Regions from separate parts of the Pan troglodytes genome. Here region 2 is linked to region 1. A link is a contact called in public Hi-C data. All regions are on one chromosome and are shown on one strand. Each heading gives the region's core, a stretch centred on a gene start, on an enhancer-like site or on the middle of the called end of the contact. The rest is flanking DNA. Distances are from core to core; before and after follow the strand shown. Region 1 overlaps RORA (RAR related orphan receptor A). Region 2 has its middle 300 kb from the start of RORA.

Region 1 (4,113 bases), core at 909-3,408:
GCTGAGAACCATTGCCCCAGAAGCACTTAGGCCTCTCATTGGGCTCTCCTGTTCCTAGGAAGATCACAAGGATGGCATAGCCCACCCACCGTGTGCCCCTGGATGGGTGTACGGCTGTGGAGGACACCGGAGAAGCAAGAACTTGATTTCTGCCCTGAAAGCCAAGTGTGCCAGCTGCCTGTGGGGCAGGTCTGGTGTAGTTTTGATGATCAGAGGGAGTATGAGCCAGCATGTCGCCGAGTCCTGGAGCCTGGAAAGAGGGCGGGCTTAAATCAGACAAAAGCAAATTCAAATCCTGCCTTTGCTAGTGACCAGCTGAACAATCTGACCAAATTGTGTAACCTAAGTCTTACTGTCGTCACCTGTAAAGTAAGGCGGTAACATCTACCAGAAATGACTATTGTGGGGAATGGAAAGTATGGTATCTAGAGGGTGCCCAGTAAACATTTGTTTTTAAAACGAAGAGTGAGGATATGAAACTGTAAAAGGATGTGTCTGTGCACTATCCAGCCCCAATTACGCTTCCATTTGCTTTCATTCAAGGTTGATCCAAATGGCTCTGCTTTATCTAACTAAGCATTAACAACCACTTCTCTTTTGACTGCTAGTGCTGGTATTGGTATATTGATATAATCATGGCTATATATTTGGAGCACTTACAATGTGCCAGGATTGTGCTGAAAAATACACATATGCTCTTTTTATATTTTCATAATGGTTTTATGAGAGAAGTATGGCAGGCAAAATAGCGAAGTCCATACCCCAATCCCTAGAGCCTGGCAATCTGTTACCTTGCATGGAAAGCGACCTTGCACATGCGATTCAGTTAGGACCTTGAGATGGGAGATGATCCTGGATTAACTAGGCGAGCTCAGTGTAATTACAGGTCCTTATAAGAGGCGGGCAGGAGAGTCAGAGTGAAAGAAGGAGATTTAATGACAAAAGCACAGGACACACAAACAGGAAGAGAAAGATTTGAAGACGCTACACTGCTGGCTTTGAAAGTGGAAGAAAGGGCAAAGAGAATGCAGGTGGCCTGCAGAAAGTAGAAAACGCAAGAAAACAGATTTCTCCCTACAGCTTTCAGAAGAAATACAAGCCTGCCAACTCCTTGATTTGAAGACTTCTGACTTTCAGAACAGTTAGTAGATTTGTGTTGATTTAAGCCACTGCATTTATTGTAATTGATCACTGCAGCCACAGGAAACCAATACAGGAAGTCTTATGACTCAACCGACTTGACAAATGAGGAAACTGGGGATCAGCAAGGCACAGCAGCTCACCTTGGGTCACACAGCTAGGAGGCAGTGCAGAAGTAAACACACCCACATCCAATTCTAGTACACACGCTTAGAACTATTATGATGGACACGGTGCCTCTGGGAGTAGGTGTCCTGCAGAGTGAGGACTGCCTTCTGGGGGTTCTTTTCAATTTTACCATCCTGATAGGGTCAACAGAAAGGTCCACCCTGGGATGCTGCCCAAGGAACATCATACTTCCTGATGAAATCCAATGAATTTTTCTTCCCAGGTGCCCTGTACCATGAATGTGAGCTGTTTCTTTTTTTCTGAGGCCGTTTGTAAGGAAGACAATTGCTGGGGGGTTTGAAGGAAAAACAGGAAGTGGCTTCAGCATCCAATGCAAATCAATCAACTGCTGGAAGAAGAGCCAAGAAAAGAAAGCTTTTTTTTTTTTCATGAAAATGGAAAAACGAAACCAAGCCACAGACAACAATAAAGAAACGTCAAGGCTAGAAAGGCTGGAGAAGGCCTCAGCATGGACTAGCTCCCTGCTGAAGCCGTGGTGTTTACGTCCCGTGTGAGGAAGAGGCAGAGAGGGGATACCACTCTTCCTCTCACTTAACAAGGTTATCCTCTGCTGCCACAGAAGAGGAACCTGCAGAAGAGGAGGCAGAGCTGGCCACCAAGAGAGAAGCTGTAGGCAGAGGATACCAGGCAGAGAGGTATCATCGGGACCCCAAAGAGCCAAGCTCCAGATTGAAAGTATTTTTTAGCATCAACGTCAAGCCAGGGCCTTAAAAGACGCCAGATTTTTTTTTTTTTTTTTTTTTTTTCAAGCTGTGTACAGGGCTGCAAGAGTGCAAGGCCCAGAATGGCAAGGGTTAAGGCGAAGGGAGGCTGGATTCCCCATTCAGTTCCACAGATGCCTGGCGTCTGCAGGGGACTTGGCATATGCTAGGGGATCCCTGGGGCCAGTCAGAGGAGTCAGGCCAGCCCTGCCTTCAGGAGTGTTCTTATGCTCTGGCAGGGGGAATACAGCAAGTTCCCAAGCTCCTTTAAGGTGAGATCCAGCAGGATGGAGGCACAGGAAGGTACAAAGAGTGGTGTGGCTTGGAGGGAGAAAGAAATCACATCAACTGAGTGGATAGAAATGGGTAATAATTGAGAGGTCACTCCAAGGCAGGTTCCAAGCTAGAAATGATCAGATGAGTGATCTCATTTAGGCTGTCAGAGACTTTGGGAGGTAAGCATTACACCCGTGCAGCTTGGCCTCAGAGAGGTTAAATAACTCGCCCAAACACAGCTAGCACCTGCTAGAACTAGGACTGAATCTCGGTGTTTTGATTTCAAGCCCAGCATACTGTCCACCAGACTGAGCAGACTCCTGGTGAGGGGAACCATAAAACGCTTCATGTATCATTTAATGACACGGAAAGATGTTCAAGAGAAATAGCTAAGTAGATAAGGCAGGTTATGTGATCTAGCTCTCATTAAGACACACGTTTTTATTTATCCTAAAAATATCAAGATTAATATATAATACAAGGGCCAGGCACAGTGGCTCACACCTGTAATCCCAGCACTTTGGGAGGCCGAGGTGGGCAGATAACTTGAGCTCAGGAGTTCGGGACCAGCCTGGCTAACATGGCGAAACCCTGTCTCTACTAATTACAAAATTACTATTTTGTGATTTTGTAAAAATACAAAAATTAGTTGGGCATGGTGGTGCATACCTGTAGTCTCACCTAGTAGGGAGGGTGAGGCAAGAGAATCGCTTGAACCCAGGAGGTGGAGGTTGCAGTGAGCCAAGATCACGCCACGGCACTCCAGCCTGGACAACAGAGCAAGACTCCGTCTCAAAATACATATACACACACACACGCGCGCGTGCGCGTGTATATATGTGTATATATGTATGTTTTTAATATATATTATATATATACATTACAAGTTTTCTACAGGAAACAACACTCAGCATATTCCTAAATACTAGTAGAACTCTGGGCTTTTACAACTGTTTGGTGGAGTTTTGTCTGAGCAAGTTTCCATATGTTTTATAGGTGCCTGAAAAGGTGGGTGAACATCAGGGGATATCCACAAGAGCAAATATACAGAAGCAAGAAATGTTAGAACCATCTTTGCATCTGTGTGAATGTGCAGGAAACATGCATTGAAGTGTGGCTGTAATACAGGGACTGTGTAGGAGAGTGGTGGGTGGGGTGGGACCACCTTGGAGGGTCCTGAATGCCACATTAAAAGATTTCAGTTCCACAGATTATGAAGGACCTAACCCAGAGGTGGTGGTTGAGATGCTGTATTAAAAGTAACACCTTAAATGTGGCAGGGGATTAAGTGAGATCTAAATTTGAAAGGCTGGTTTTCAACATAAGTGTGGGGAAACCTCCCTGATGCCAACCTTGCTGGTCCTGAATTGTGGCACACTGTCACCACCTGGTGGTCACATAGCCAAATTGTAGGGCTAATGGATTTAGCCAGAGTCCTGGTTGTAGAGAAATTTCTTCATAAAAAAAAAATCCTGGTCAAATTATTTGCATCCTTTAAAGAGTTCTAAAGGCTTATAAATATCTGGATAAGGATCTCAATGTTTATTATTAACCTCAGTGTCTGTAATAATGTGGACACATTCTTTAAGTAACTCAAAATTGTTCAAACCTAGCAGACAAAGAACATTGTCATTTTCTGGACAATATGAATATCAGGATCCATCTGGAAGTTGAAAAGACTCAATAGCTTTGAGATTTGTAATGAAGGAAAAAAAAGTCTTTTAAAGTAATTCCTAGCAGGTTGACATTTAAGAGACTTAACTGCTGAGTACCGAGTGAAGAGTGATTTTTACAGAAGCTCTCGTTT
Region 2 (4,113 bases), core at 757-3,256, 360 kb before region 1:
AAAAGTTATATCACTTTTGGGAGGGGGAAGGAAAGAATCACCTAGAACCAATAGTCTTCAGAATGCCATCAGGGTCCCTGTTAAAATGTGGCACCCAAAACTAACAGAATATTTTTGAAGAGAGGAGAAAAAGAAGGTAAGCGACATCTACTCTCCACCTACTACATCCCAAGCTGTTGGGAATGTGGCATAAATTATCCCATTTAGTCTCAGCAATCTGATTATTCCTATTTTTTCAGACAAGGAACAAGACTCAGAAGTGTATGTATTTTGCTCAAGACCTAAAAAAGAGGAGGAGCTACTGCATGCCTACTACATGGCACTGCGTCATTATCTGTCTTGTAGATATGTCTTATACTTCTTATATATCATGTGTTCTTTCTCCCTGATAATGTGGTGGTTTTTTATATCTAAGGATATCTATCTTGGTTTTCTAATATATCTTATACCTTTTAAGGAGTAATATGGGCTGAATTATATCCCCCTCCAACATTCTTAGGATTGCTTCAACCCCCAGGATCTCACAAGGTATTTAGAGACAGGGCCTTTAAAGAAGTGACTAAGTTAGAATGAGGCCCTTAGGGTGGGCTGTAATCCAATCTGATTGGTGTCCTTAAAATGTGAGGACATTTGGACACAGGCTAAGGGGTGACCATGTGAGGACACAGAGAGAAGGTGGTCAACTGTTTGCAAGCCAAGGAGAGAGGCTTCAGAATAAACCAAACCTGCTGACACCTTGATCTTGAACTTGCAGCCTCCAGAACTGTGAGAAAATAAGTTTCTGTTGCATAAGCCACCTGGTCCGTGGTATTTTGTTATGGCAGCCCAAGCAGACTAATACAAGGGAATTATTATGATTTATACTTGTTTAAATCACCTCGTAGTGCTTCGCATACAGCAGATGTTTTATAAGCATTTTGATGATTTATCATTTTGATCCGCTTTCATCCATTTATTCAATCAGTCATACCTGAGCAACGCCCTGTGCCAGGCTCTGTAATAGATCCTGGGGATAAAACAATGAACAAAATAAGAAAAATATCTGCCATCATGAAACTTAGATTCTACTAGGGGAGAAGATAAACAAATAAAGTAAAAACTATGTTTACATAGTAAAAAACATAATATGGTACGTAGTGCTAAATGTTAAAGAGAAAGAGAAAACAGAGTTAGGAAGAGGATATGGAATGTGCGGGGAGGGTGGTATGTCCAGGGAAGACTTCCTGAAGTATACCACATTGGGATAGACTTTTTAACGTTAGACAACCCTCCCCTACATCCCCACAAAAATCACAGGGCTGCCTTGAGTAGGTTTCCAGAGGTCATTTTAAGCTTCTCCTCAAAGTCAGCAAAAATATACTTCCTGCACTCTCCCAAGTCCTAAAGCTGCGTAGCAACAGGTCATTAACCAGCTAATAGATAAATACACAGGTCAGTCACAGACCTGTTTTCCCCTATGAAAAACTGATTAGTCCTAGGGTCACTTTTCTGGTTCAGAAACATTGTCTTTCTCCCACTTTCAAAACATGACTGGGCAATCATTCAGGAAAAACATAAAGAGAGAGAATACCTAAAAGTTATTTGCATCCAGTCAAAAATGGAAATGACTTTTAGCATTTGTTTGCATTCCTGCTAGAAAGGACCTATGATGTTTTGTTTGCTCACACAGCTTCCTATTTAAATGGCAGTAGAAAACAGTGAAGGGAAGTAGTTGGAGAGAGCAGAGAGACTGAATCATTTCCAGGATTTACTGATTTGCTGGCTGACCCTGACTAAATCTCCTTAACCTCTCTTTCTTGAATCCATCATTTGACACAATAGCGGGGATAAAGAAACTTGCTGTTTTGATGTTGTTATCAGACGTTTAGAGTTTGTGGTTAGAAGAGACAAAAGCAGGCTGCCGTATTTGCATAGTATTTTCGTTCTTCTTCCTCTCTTGTTTGGTTGCTCTTGTAATCAACTCAGGATAGGCAGTTCCCTTCCTCAGACCTCCCCAGACCCATGAGGAGACAAACTGCCTGGCTCGCTCACTCTTTGGGGACAGCCATTGCTCAAACCTGGTGGTTGTGAGCTAAGGGTTAAACCCGTGGCTGCCTTGACCTGCAGCATCCCCTTGTTTCAACCACAATTTCAGCTTCATTACACCTATCTGTACCTGCAGGGCAATCTCCGTGACAGGAAAGGAACAGAGAGAACTGAGTGAATTTCATGGGCTCTGCTGAGCCACCCTGATTACCTTGGAATACAGGGCATGCACAAAGGAGGTAGCCTCCCAGATAAGACCTTCTGTTGTGATGCCTCTCCCGGGTCCTGGTCCTGAGACTGGTGAAAGTAAACCTTCTGTATTCAATAACTGCAAATGTGACATCGCAGCAGCTGGGAGGAGCTGTTTCCCAGGCTCTTCATCACAGACAAGTAAAGACAGCACAAGGTGAAGAGGCTCTTGGTAATTGAGGCCTGGAGGCTACTAGCAGCATTCCTGACTCTACCCATTCCCAGGACCTCATCTACCCCTGCCAGATCCCCTTAGGATTCCCCCAAGTGACAGATGGCTCTCCCAGATGGCCAATCGGCACAGATGTGATCCCAGCCTTTAGATAAACAATAGCTTTTGCTGGCATGTACAGTAACCTAAATTTGTCCAATTATAAAATCCAGCAAATGCGACAGTCTTGGACAGACCCTGTTTCTAGGCCTCCATGGTCAATTCGAGGACACAGGCACTACGCAGAGTGGAAGAAAATGACATGATGTTTAGGGAAAGCCTGAGTTCTGGTCCCAGCTCCTCCACCAAAGAGCTGAATGACCTTGGCTAAGTCCCTTCCCTGCTGCAGGCCTCAGTGTGCCCATCTGTATTGTTTACAGCTATGGGGCTTGAAGGCCCATCATCTGTGGGCCAGGAACGTGTCAGTTTCATTATCTTGCCCTTTGAAATCTTACCGAAGTTCGTTTAAACTTCATCCCACTTGTGGTGAGACCCCATCCTCCCAGTCTCTGGAAATGAGAAGAGGAGGCGGCTCATGGCTTTGCTCTCACCTCTGCCCCTGAGCTGCTGTTTCTTGTGAATTCACTCAGCTTATTGCTCAGGTGTGCTAATCAGGCCTGTGATGGTGGCCATGCAGCACTTCACTCTGTCACTGGTGAGCAGTCACATGGATTTCTCACACATGGCCATTGGGTGGGAGGCGAACTTAAAACATTTGGAAGGAAAATGAGGGAAACCATAAAGACTTGATTTTAGACACCATAGTCCTTGAAGGACCATCCCTGCCAATCTGGGCCCCAGGCTCTGGCCATACAAGTCAGACCTCATTCTCCTTCCCCACTCCCTGTTTCCTCTGGGGAATAAAAGCAAATCCTCTGGCTCTCTATGCAAAACAATTCACTTCTTGTTCTGTCCTAGTCTACCAGCTCTGCTTTTTCCTTCCAGACCTTCTAAAGCATTATATTTTCACTCCCAAATATCCCAACAATGTATTTTTCTCCATGTCATTAGTTCCCTTCAAAGAGTAATTCTGGTGCTAGCTGTTATTTACACACACAAACACACACACACACAAACATGTAATCCCTTCAGACTTACAAGTCCTCAACATTTTGCTTTAATGAGAATTGGTTGAGTACCTACTGTGCTTGGCACAAGGCTGCTCACTATGAGATCTAAAAATGATGTATCTAAATTGGCACCTATTCAGGTGGGAAAACAAGATTGAAACACCCAGAGAACTGATTATAATTAACTGGCAAAATGTATGCTGGGGAGGTTAAGAAAAGGAAGAACCAAGTTGATACAGGGAGATCTTCAAAGAGATGATAAAGCTTGTGAGGGCCCCAATGAGTGAGCTGCCTGCCCCATTTCCAGAGAAATAAATCATGTTCAGAGCCTGAGAAGCAGAGCTACCACCCCCCGAGAGGAGGACTGATATTCTCTTCAAACACAAACGCTTTTTGGAAGTTCATGATTAGCTGATGTATGTTTGCTCCAACGCAGACTTGAAACTGGTCCTCATCAAGTTTCCCTCTGTTCTATTTGTCAAACATTTACTATAAACCAGACCCTGATCTAGATCCAAATATCTGCTCTAGATAGCTCAGCCACAGGAGAGGTGGGTT

What was found. A called contact is a pair of places that touch in the nucleus more often than the background predicts.
Region 2: a Hi-C map of induced pluripotent stem cells shows a contact between it and region 1, with 2.1 times the contacts expected there. The contact joins two enhancer-like sites. A contact is called at or near these places in 1 of 7 Hi-C or Micro-C datasets (induced pluripotent stem cells) and 1 of 1 other capture datasets (stem cell-derived neural stem cells).

Annotation. Positions count from the first base shown.
Region 1 is chr16:53,172,761-53,176,873 of NHGRI_mPanTro3-v2.0_pri, reverse strand. All of the region lies in intron 1 of RORA (RAR related orphan receptor A), which reads left to right. Among named protein-coding and RNA genes, the nearest start is that of RORA, 60 kb to the left of the region's middle. Within about 2 kb of position 2,158, at least 1 of the 24 cell types and tissues checked has an H3K27ac peak or open chromatin away from gene starts, as enhancers often do. A contact at or near this core is called in induced pluripotent stem cells, where this site is marked.
Region 2 is chr16:53,536,569-53,540,681 of NHGRI_mPanTro3-v2.0_pri, reverse strand. No RefSeq gene overlaps it. Among named protein-coding and RNA genes, the nearest start is that of RORA, 300 kb to the right of the region's middle. Within about 2 kb of position 2,006, at least 2 of the 24 cell types and tissues checked have an H3K27ac peak or open chromatin away from gene starts, as enhancers often do. A contact at or near this core is called in induced pluripotent stem cells, where this site is marked.